3 separate regions of the Zea mays genome follow, and all the other regions are linked to region 2. A link is a contact called in public Hi-C data. All regions are on one chromosome and are shown on one strand. The core of a region is the stretch at or near the end of the contact, and the rest is flanking DNA. Distances in the headings are between cores, read along the strand shown.

Region 1 (3,151 bases), core at 94-2,593, 130 kb after region 2:
CGCGCGCGTAGCTCGCCTAAGCGCCGCCTGAGCTCCTGGGCGCCGCTGAGTCGCCGCGGAATCGCCGCCCGGCGCCGCCTAGGCGCTCCAATCGCCTAGGGGCCCGCCTACCCCCCTAGTCCAGGCGGGAGGCCGTAGCCTAGAGACTAGGCGCGCCTAGGCGCGTCGTAGGCGACGATTTTCAAAACCCTGGGCTCAGGATCTAGAAAGTGACGGATTACTACTATTACGACGACTCAACCGATTATATGTTTATGTTGATTTTGAATGGTTTTTATCCAAATGAATTTTATAGAAGCTGGCTGAAAAGCTGAGTGTTTGACAGTCCGCAGCAGCTTTTGGTGGTCAGAAGCTGTGAAAAGCCGAAACAAACAGGGGCGTTATTGGCCAAGTACGAGGTTGCAACTACCTCGTAGCCTCACTACAGCTAATCAACTACTCGCAGGTTTCACCAGACTACTTGGTTGGCATAAACTACTTGGGTCGCTCCAGACTACTCGATCGGCGTTAGAAACTACTCACGGATTGCACCGGGAGTACTGAAGACCTGCGACAAGTACTCGAGCTCAACTCCGAAATACCTATCATCTTTGTTCGGCTATAAAGTACTCGGGGGCTTATCGTATGGGGATGTCCGAGGGCCCACTAGGACTACTCGGGAGGCCCATGCGCAGGAACCAGGGTACCTGAGGCACAACAAAGGCAAGGATTCGTGATCCGCAGGAAGGTTAGGATAGACGCGAGAATCTACGAGGATATTCTTCATTCTATTTTAATCATTCCAAGATTGTTAAGATTCGTCTAGATAAGGTAGATGCAACTGAATTAGGGTAAATCACCGCTTTTCTTGTAACCCTGCTCTCGGCCTATATAAGGGTGGGCAAGGAGCCCCTCCATTCATCTCATCTCATCGCATATCATCATCGCAATACAAACCACCACATACAGGATATAGGATATTACGTTCAGCCTGGTCTGAACCTGTCTAAAATCCTCGCGTTCGTCTGCGCGCCATTGATTTTCTTGGTTCTAGCGACACCCAAACCGACCAATCTACTGCTCCGGACACCCTCGTTGCAGGCTTGCCGGTATAAAATACCGACACTAGGCGAGCGCTGTCTAAAATCCTCGCGTTCGTCCGCGCGCCATTGATTTTCTTGGTTCTAGCGACACCCAAACCGACCAATCTACTGCTCCGAACACCCTCATTGCAGGCTTGTCGGTATAAAATATTGACACTGGGAAAGCGCCAGGACTCTGGCGCTTTGGCCAGTGTACATTTTTGCAAAAAAATTGGTATATATTTCTGTAAAAAGTGATTAAAAATATATAAAAATTAAAAAAAAATCCAAGGCCTTCCGCCGCAACCAGGCCGGGCGGGCCGATGCATATCCTTTGCCCTTCCGCTCCATATACACAAGTGTGCTTGCCGGGTGAGAGGATTCCACAGACCCTGGGCGCTCATCTTTCATACTTCTGCCGTCGCGAACCCCACGCTGCCCTCAGCGGTGTAACCCCTTTTCCACCACTCCCTGCTCCAATTTAGCCCCTCATCTCTAGATCTGGTATCGTGGATCCGGTGAAGATTCAATCTTTATCATATCCAGGAGGACATGGCGGAAACGGACTGTGGTAAGCGGCAGTCCTTCACATTTTGATTGATCTTGTAATTACCACGGGAGTCTATGTGCTGTTGCCAGTCTTGAAGAAAATCGTGTGTAAATCGCGAGCTCTCTTTATAAGGCTGGTGGCAACGCGGGCGGTAGCGCGGGCGAGAGAGAGCCGCTACCGCCCGCGCGTGAGCGAGAGGCGGGCGAGAGAGGGTCGCCGGGCGACGGCGCTCGCGCCCGGCGAGAGCGGGCGGTATCGCCTCGCTCTCGCCCGCGCTGGAGCGCCCGCCCGCGCGAGAGGCGGGCGAGAGGGAGGCGAGAGCGAGGCGAGACACTGGCGGGGCGAGAGCGACGTGGCGTGATCTGACTGGTCCACGTGTCGCGATCTGATTGGTCCACGTGTGCTAGCCGTTGCAACTAGCCGTTTTTGACCGTTTGGAGTCCAAAAAAATCCGAAAAAATTGCAAAAAATCACAAATTTCATCCCCAATCACAAATTTCTATTAATTATTATGTATTTTTAAATCGTCATGTAATTTTATTTTAATTATTACGCAATTTGTAATTTTTAATTCAATAAAAAATATTATGTTGTGTGTTTTCTGAGCGTTGAAATAAATCCGCGTGAATTACTTAATTCTGAAATAGAAAAACTGATGTGGCTATAGACTGAGGCTGTAGCCTGCTGCAACCTGTACACTGGAGCAGCAGAGGCGAGAGTGGAGGCGAGAGCTGACGTGGCAGGGGCGAGAGGGAGGCTGTGCACTGGACTCAGCCTAAATTGAGTTGCAGTAGCCATTTGTTGCTAGTTTAGAGTTAGGATCTGGTTGCATCTCTCAGATCTGGAGCTGTCCCCATGTCAAAACTGGCATCTTTTGACTGAAACTGATAGTTTTTAGTTGTCGCGCCCCGTGCTGTCACTTGTCACCGTATTCTTTAGTCATAACTGGCTTGGCATGAGGAAGAGCATTTTGTCGTACTTCCAACTCTCACCTTTTGCTGTTCAACTGAAACTCAATAAGTAGTTTTTCGTTGTATCATTTCCATATTCTATGCATTAGAGTTTCTAATTGTACACTAGTCTGTGAAACTTACCATGCCCATATAGGGGGAAAATACAATGTTTTCACATTTTAGCGTAGAACAGCTGTAAACCCTGATTTGTTTTCATATCCTTCAGGATTATTGTTGATCAACTGTATGTTATTCGAGATTGAACAAACTTCCTTGTTTTCAGATAACCAATCAATGCAATCGAAAGTTTCGGCAACACGTGAAAAGGAGGTCGTGCAAACTGCCTGTCACAAAGATATTACAGAGAGTCCATGGGATCCATCTTATCTTTTTATGGTTCATGATGAAAGTGATTGGGAAAAGGTGATTGAGGTATGGTAATTAGCCATCTGTATGGTTTCCTATCAGCTTGCACTTTCTTTCCTTAGTACGTGGCCCTTGACATTCTCTCTTCCAGTCGTCGAAGCAAATAACTGTTCGGATGGCCAAGGCGCTTCCAAATGAAATAAGGATCCCAGACCCTACTC
Region 2 (3,128 bases), core at 2-2,501:
GAATGTAGAAGGGTAGCTAGTTTTTTTCAGCCATTAGAATTTCGATGTTCATTGAATATACCTAAAGATTTAGTCTTAAATAAAAGCAAAACGAAAACAGCTATCCACGTGCCTAAACCTTGTTTGTGGATTCCGCTGGGTTTCAACTCTAAAGGTCTAGCCTACACAACTTGTTTGGGACTAAAAGACTTTGTTGTTCTCGTTGCTGCTGCTGTATTAGAATTTTAATGTTCATATTAAATTATAAGAGGAGACATGACGGCTGATGGAATGGATCCTAAAAAAAGCAAGGATACCAAAATGATGACATATTTTCCCCAAAAAAACGAAATGATGATATACCTTAAGCATGTTCACTAACATATTGGGAGGAAGAGCACATAAACTATATACTACTGATAACAGTGAAACAATTACGCACCGTGGGAACTGCAACCACAGTACCAGCTATTGCGGCGTTCTTTGCTCCCAGCAGTACAGCTTCTGTAACAGGAAAAACTCTAGAAATTAACATAGCAGCCAAAATAAACAGAACTCAGTGGCTGATTCCGCCATGCCAATAACCCACTACCCCCACCCAAACACACACTCTGACACTGTGAGCCGCTGGTTCAACTGCAGGTGTGCTGAGATATCAGAGAGAAATTAAATAGTTCAATTCACAAGGAACTGCGGATCAAGAAACGTACCATGTCAGTGCAGATGTATACTAATAATAATCACTGAAACACACCCGCTTAACTTAAGGCCGTCAAGACAAAGGGGAAGAAAAATGAAGCCTCGCGGGGGGGGCAATGGGGATCGAAACCAGAACAAAAATCCGTCTTTGGGTCCGCGACATCCCCAGAGTCAGAGGCCAACCACCCGCCCCCAGGCTGGGGCTTCTAGATTTGCACGGCCCTCATTTGCCAAACCCCCTTGCGCGAGCACAACAAATTTATCTATCCCGAATTCGGAGATCTCCCAGAATTCGTACCGATAATGGACCGGGATAGCTGACGGCGCAAGGGGGGAAACGAGAGTCGACGAGGGAAAGAGTTGACGCATTCTACCTCTGACGGCGGCGTCGGACTCCTCCTCCTTGGGGGACCGAATCAGGAAACTCCTGCCAGCCATGCTCTCTCTCTCTCTCTCTCTCTCTCTCTCTCTCTCTCTCTCTCGACTCTGCTAGCTTCCTCTGGCCGTCGTTCCGTTGGGGGCAGCAGCCGGGCAGGGGATGGCGAGCGAGCTAGAGCTAAAATAGAAGAATTTGTTTCTCCTTGTGATGGTGACGGTGGCCGGTGAGCGAGTGGCAAGGTCGGACACGGATCGGAACGAACCTGTACAGCTCATGTCATGAGGACTAAACGACGGCACAGGCCCCCTTAGCCGCCACACTTTATTATTACTAGAATAAAGAGCGCCCTATCGGGCGCTATAGCACTCATATATTAACTTCAGCTAGCACAAGTATAGAAACATCACCTCAAGTAGACTTTAATGTATAGAAATAACTCCAGATAAAAGTAAATGGTTGAGTCATATAGTAAAGGCACCAGACTTAGCTAAATGAAGAAAGTGGTAGCCCAAAGTTAGTCATGGAATAGAATACAATTCTGGGTCATCAAAAGATATTGTGTACACTGATACTTAGATAACACAGTTTGTAGCCTGTAAGCTAGAATGAATGCTGGAACTATAAGAGGAGGGACAAATGTTTTCAGACTTGACGCACTATTGAAACTGTCAGATATGCGTGGAGCTGACAGGGAGACAACCCTCGTGCACTTTGTTGTCCAAGAGATGGAGAGATCACAAGGACCAAAGGCTTCAGGTAAGCTCAGTGGAATAGAAAGGGAAGGTATTCAGAGATGGGAACATAATTTGTTTCAGAGTTAAGTAATGAGCTTGGCAATGTCAAGAAGGTAGCAAGTATAGATTTAGATACCTTGAAAAGTTCAATCTCAAATCTATCACATGGACTGGCTCAATTGATAAGGTTTTTTTGGGAAGTACCTTATCTGCCATGACATGAATCAGAATTTCCTGCAGTGCATGAGATCATTCCAAACTCATGTAGAGAATACCGAACTTGTGGTAGTCACTGGCCAAGGATGGGATGCAAAGTAGAAGGAACGAATTTACCTAAAAGTGCTTGCGCATATCGATATACCAAGGAGACTTCCATGTAGATGGAGATTCGGGTCCTCTTTCTATACCTGGGGTATCATCCAATCTAGCAAAAGCAACCATTCAGAAGAACTATGGACAAAAAACCTACGACGACTTAGCTTCAAATAAGCTGAAGTCTGAACTGATTAGCTAACAAAATAAACAGATAATTCAAACATACCCAATCACAAGTGTGCATGTATCTGTTGTTCATATACCTGGTAATAACAGCCCAATCATATGCTTTGGAGTCCACAAAAACCTGTAATATATATAGTAAGAAAAGAAGTTCAGGAATTTGGGGAGCAGACATTAACTTTTTTGTCCATACCAATAAAAGCATTACTTACGAAATTTCTGCTGCTGCTGGAGCCGCACCCCTGAACAACGACATGAGAGTCACTGATTTTAGTTAAAAATTAGTAGGAAAAGGAAAAGGTTCTGGGAAATGATTCCTCGTCTGGGCCTAACATCAGCTGAAACCAGGGTTCACAATTTTGTTTACATTGATCCGAATTTCGTTTTGTGGACCAAAGTTTGACTTTTGTATTTTATATTTTGAAACAGAATCTATTTAAAACTGGACCAAAATTAATTTTTCGATGAGTACCGAAAACCAAAAAAATTACCGAAACTCAGTGATCCTGGTCCGAGAAAGTCAACCCTGGCTAAAACTCACTTATTAATTTATTCCTAATCTAATGTACTCCCATCTATTCTATTCTATTCTATTTTAGATTTTTGGAAGTGGAGGGGAAGGAAAACTCTTTCCTTCCTCTCTGTAATGAAGAAGACACTGATTATGAACTCATTATTCAGATTGTCAGCCTGTTTTACATGTTTCACAAATAAAAGTGCAACTAAAGCACCGAAACAACAGGACTATACACTATAGCAAGAACCCAAAAAAATACAGACATGCAAAAACTCCACTTCCTACCTTGATGACCTAGTTAGAAATTTGGTATGCACTTCAC
Region 3 (3,125 bases), core at 315-2,814, 260 kb after region 2:
GTAGGACGACGTTCTGACTTTTGTTGTTGCTGAGACAAGGAATGTGGCGCTATACCACGTTCCCCGTGACACCAATCCAGATAAAAGTTTATCAAGCTTGTTCCCATATCTTGAAAATTAATATTGAACTATATTCAAAAAGTAAGAACAAACCGAGAACAACATCAGGTATTGTGTGAAGACTTTAAGCCCACGGCCGTTAATATTTCTTCTCAACTTTTTCTATAACTAACATATTAAGCCAAATGCAGTGCATGTGCGGCTGTGCCTCCAAAGGATATGACATTTGCTATAGTCCAAGGTCCTCGTTCCATTCCAACCATTTTTGGCATAAGGTTCTGATTTATGCATTAAAGATCAGTGTCAAACTGTTAAATTGAGTCTGTAGACACACTTCTTTGGCAATTCATACTTTCATAGCTATTTTATCCTGAATACATGAAGAACTGTAGACCCATTTCTGTCAACACATTTGTATTTTCCATGTGTGACACTAATCATTTCTATTCAGCCTACAACATATTTCTGTCAGTTAGAAACTTTCCTAAAGATTTTGAACACAAAAAAACTGGTGTATGTTGCCCCCAAAAGAACTGTTATTAATTTTTTTGACAATGTATAGTCACATATACAGCAGTACAACATTTTTCTGCAAAGAAGGTGATATAGCATCAAGACACACATATGTAAACGTTATACTGAGACAAACAAATGCTAAAATTTGCATTACAGCACCACACTCAAACTCATTTGTGATCATATGAAATTTGCTCTTGAGGGCATGCAAACATATTAACCCCACGCATGTCCCACGCCCACGATGACAAGCCAAAAGGATTCAAGTGAAACGGATCCCACCAAAATCATCCTAAACCAAGACAGTCAACACATGGACGATAATAGACAAGCAAGCAACCGGGAAGCCACAACTCACTGTAGCGTTGCAAAGATTAGTACACTGTATCAGACTCAGACTCCCGGGTAGGAACTGCAGAGCGTACCCTGCGACACGGCCCGGTCCACCTCCGCCCCCAGCCGCGACGTCAGCCGGGCCGCCGAGACGGCGCTGTGCAGCGGTTGCAGAGACCGCGCCAGAGCCATGCGCCGCCCCATGGCCGAAGCCCTGCCACGTGAAACCCCAGTTAAACAACGCCTAATCGGGAAACATCCTCATAGGCCGTGAACAAAAATGGAAGGACCCCTCACCTAGGGACAGGAGCGAGGGTGCGGGGAAGGGAAGCGGAGGGGCTTCGGCTGGCAGTGGACCGGAGGAAGGCGGCGGCGGCCGGGCGAGTGAAGGAGCGGAAGCGCGACGCCATGGCTTGCCGGCGACAGGGTTGGGACGAGCACGCGGCGGAGGCCGGAGGGGCGGTGAGGCCGTGCGGGTTTTTAGGGTTTTGAACCTTGCCATTTGGGAAAAAAGACATAGATGGGCCTTAATGGTAGTATTGCCAGCCCATTTAATTGGCCCACATACTATTCATGTCCAGCCTACTAAAATTGCCTTTCTTCTTTCCCCAGGTGAAACAAATTGCGCATTTTCTTCTCCTGCGGTCCTTCCTTCGCTTCCCCGTTCTTCCAGAATCCTGTCGAGACCTGAATCCACCCTCACCCAGCGGTCCCCATGGCCTCCGGCGAAGGTGTAGTTGATCAGCTGTACGAGGCGGCTGGCGGCGAGGCAGTGGCCAAGATAGAGGGGGAGGCCAAGGTGGAGGCGGAGGCCAAGATGGAGACGGAGGAGCCGGTGCTGTACCTCGACCTGACGAGCTACCAGCTGCACGATCTAAGCGAGGTGGAGATCCCACCCACGCTGGAGGAGGTCGACCTCACCGCCAACCGCCTCTCTTCTGTTGATCCTCGCATCGGCCAACTCCCCCATCTCCGCAAGCTCTCATTCCGCCAGAACCTCCTCGACGATGACGCCGTCGCGCCGCTCACGTCCTGGGAGGCTATTGCCGGGTTGAAGGTGATTACTAACTCGGAATCTGTAGTGGCGAGTCGTTGTTGTATTGCTCTGATCCTGATGTGGTGATGTCCAATTTTGGCTATTAGATGCTTGTGTTAATTATTTCAGCAGTTTTTTATTATAAATAATCTTATGATGACTACCAACCTGTGTTATCAGGAACACATTTTACGTAATACTTGGTAGCATGGTCAATAACTATTTGTCTATTACTACCTCAGTTGTCGAATATTTATTGCCCGCTAGCTCATTTTTGAACTAGAACGCAATAAATAAAAAAGAACGGAAGGAGTAATGGAGTATCACTTCTTCCTTCCTGTAAATGGGTGAAAACTAAATGCATGTAGTTTGCTTTTTTACTAGAAAGCCTAACGACATTTATCAGTGGAAAACGAGAGGGTTTGTTTATGATCATCTTGTGGTGAAACACAGAAATTTCATGAGACTTGAGTGCTCTTGTAATCTTGTTTCCTTCACTGAGGTATCAAGTCCAGTAATTCGTATTATTAGGCAATAGATTGTGATATGCAGCAACTTGGCTCAGTTACTGTAAGAACAAACAGTTGTAATATTGTTTATGTATAACATATTGACATTACATTTATTCATACAACACAACTAAACCTACTGAGGAGGTTAAATTTTGGTCTAACACACTTCACAAAAAAATGACAGCTGTGTAGGCAACTATCTGGGGTATTTCTTGTGATTATTTGTTGAACCTCATAATAGCTGAGGCATTGTAACAGTCCTGATACTTTCACAACATTCCCCAAATACCTAATTCATTTACTTCTAGAAGTTTTTGTGGAGAGATGGATCAAGTGAGTCCTCACTTTGAAGTTTGAACTAAGGGATTTTCAATATCAGACAGAGTTGAGGAACCACTTTTTCCTTCAGTGAGCTGGAGGCCACTGTAGTACTGATTATATTTTGTATAGCCTTTTGTTACCATCTTCTTTTATATTTTAGACCAAAGGCATAAGCCCTACTTTTGCAGAAAACATAGAGAGTGGCTGCTGGGAAAACCAGCCTACGATCTAGCACATCCAACTTTAGCTACCCATTCAAACGATCAACCACAAACACTAAACTCTCCTTTCTTAAATTGCACTCCTTCGTAGTCAAACAAAACACCCTAACACCCAAAAGGAAACCA

Evidence for each region. Hi-C and Micro-C count contacts between places; a contact is called where the count stands out from the background.
Region 1: a Hi-C map of leaf shows a contact between it and region 2, with 4 times the contacts expected there. The contact joins the promoter of LOC103654786 here to the promoter of LOC100284128 in region 2. A contact is called at or near these places in 2 of 25 Hi-C or Micro-C datasets (leaf and tassel).
Region 3: a Hi-C map of leaf shows a contact between it and region 2, with 6 times the contacts expected there. The contact joins the promoter of LOC100216558 here to the promoter of LOC100284128 in region 2. A contact is called at or near these places in 4 of 25 Hi-C or Micro-C datasets (bundle sheath, ear, leaf and 1 more).

The regions. Positions count from the first base shown.
Region 1 is chr4:237,469,248-237,472,398 of Zm-B73-REFERENCE-NAM-5.0, reverse strand. It overlaps LOC103654786, which reads left to right and starts at 1,343. Exons shown (of 10, transcript XM_023302241.2): 1 at 1,343-1,632; 2 at 2,848-2,996; 3 at 3,082-3,151. The coding sequence starts at 1,614.
Region 2 is chr4:237,603,189-237,606,316 of Zm-B73-REFERENCE-NAM-5.0, reverse strand. It overlaps LOC100284128 (early nodulin 93), which reads right to left and starts at 1,251. Exons shown (of 4, transcript NM_001157025.2): 1 at 1,053-1,251; 2 at 422-483. The coding sequence starts at 1,116. It also overlaps the pseudogene LOC103654789.
Region 3 is chr4:237,347,544-237,350,668 of Zm-B73-REFERENCE-NAM-5.0, reverse strand. LOC100216558 reads left to right here and starts at 1,564. Exons shown (of 6, transcript NM_001142978.1): 1 at 1,564-1,966. The coding sequence starts at 1,625. It overlaps LOC100275107, which reads right to left and starts at 1,400. Exons shown (of 3, transcript NM_001394749.1): 1 at 1,207-1,400; 2 at 1,002-1,123. The coding sequence starts at 1,319.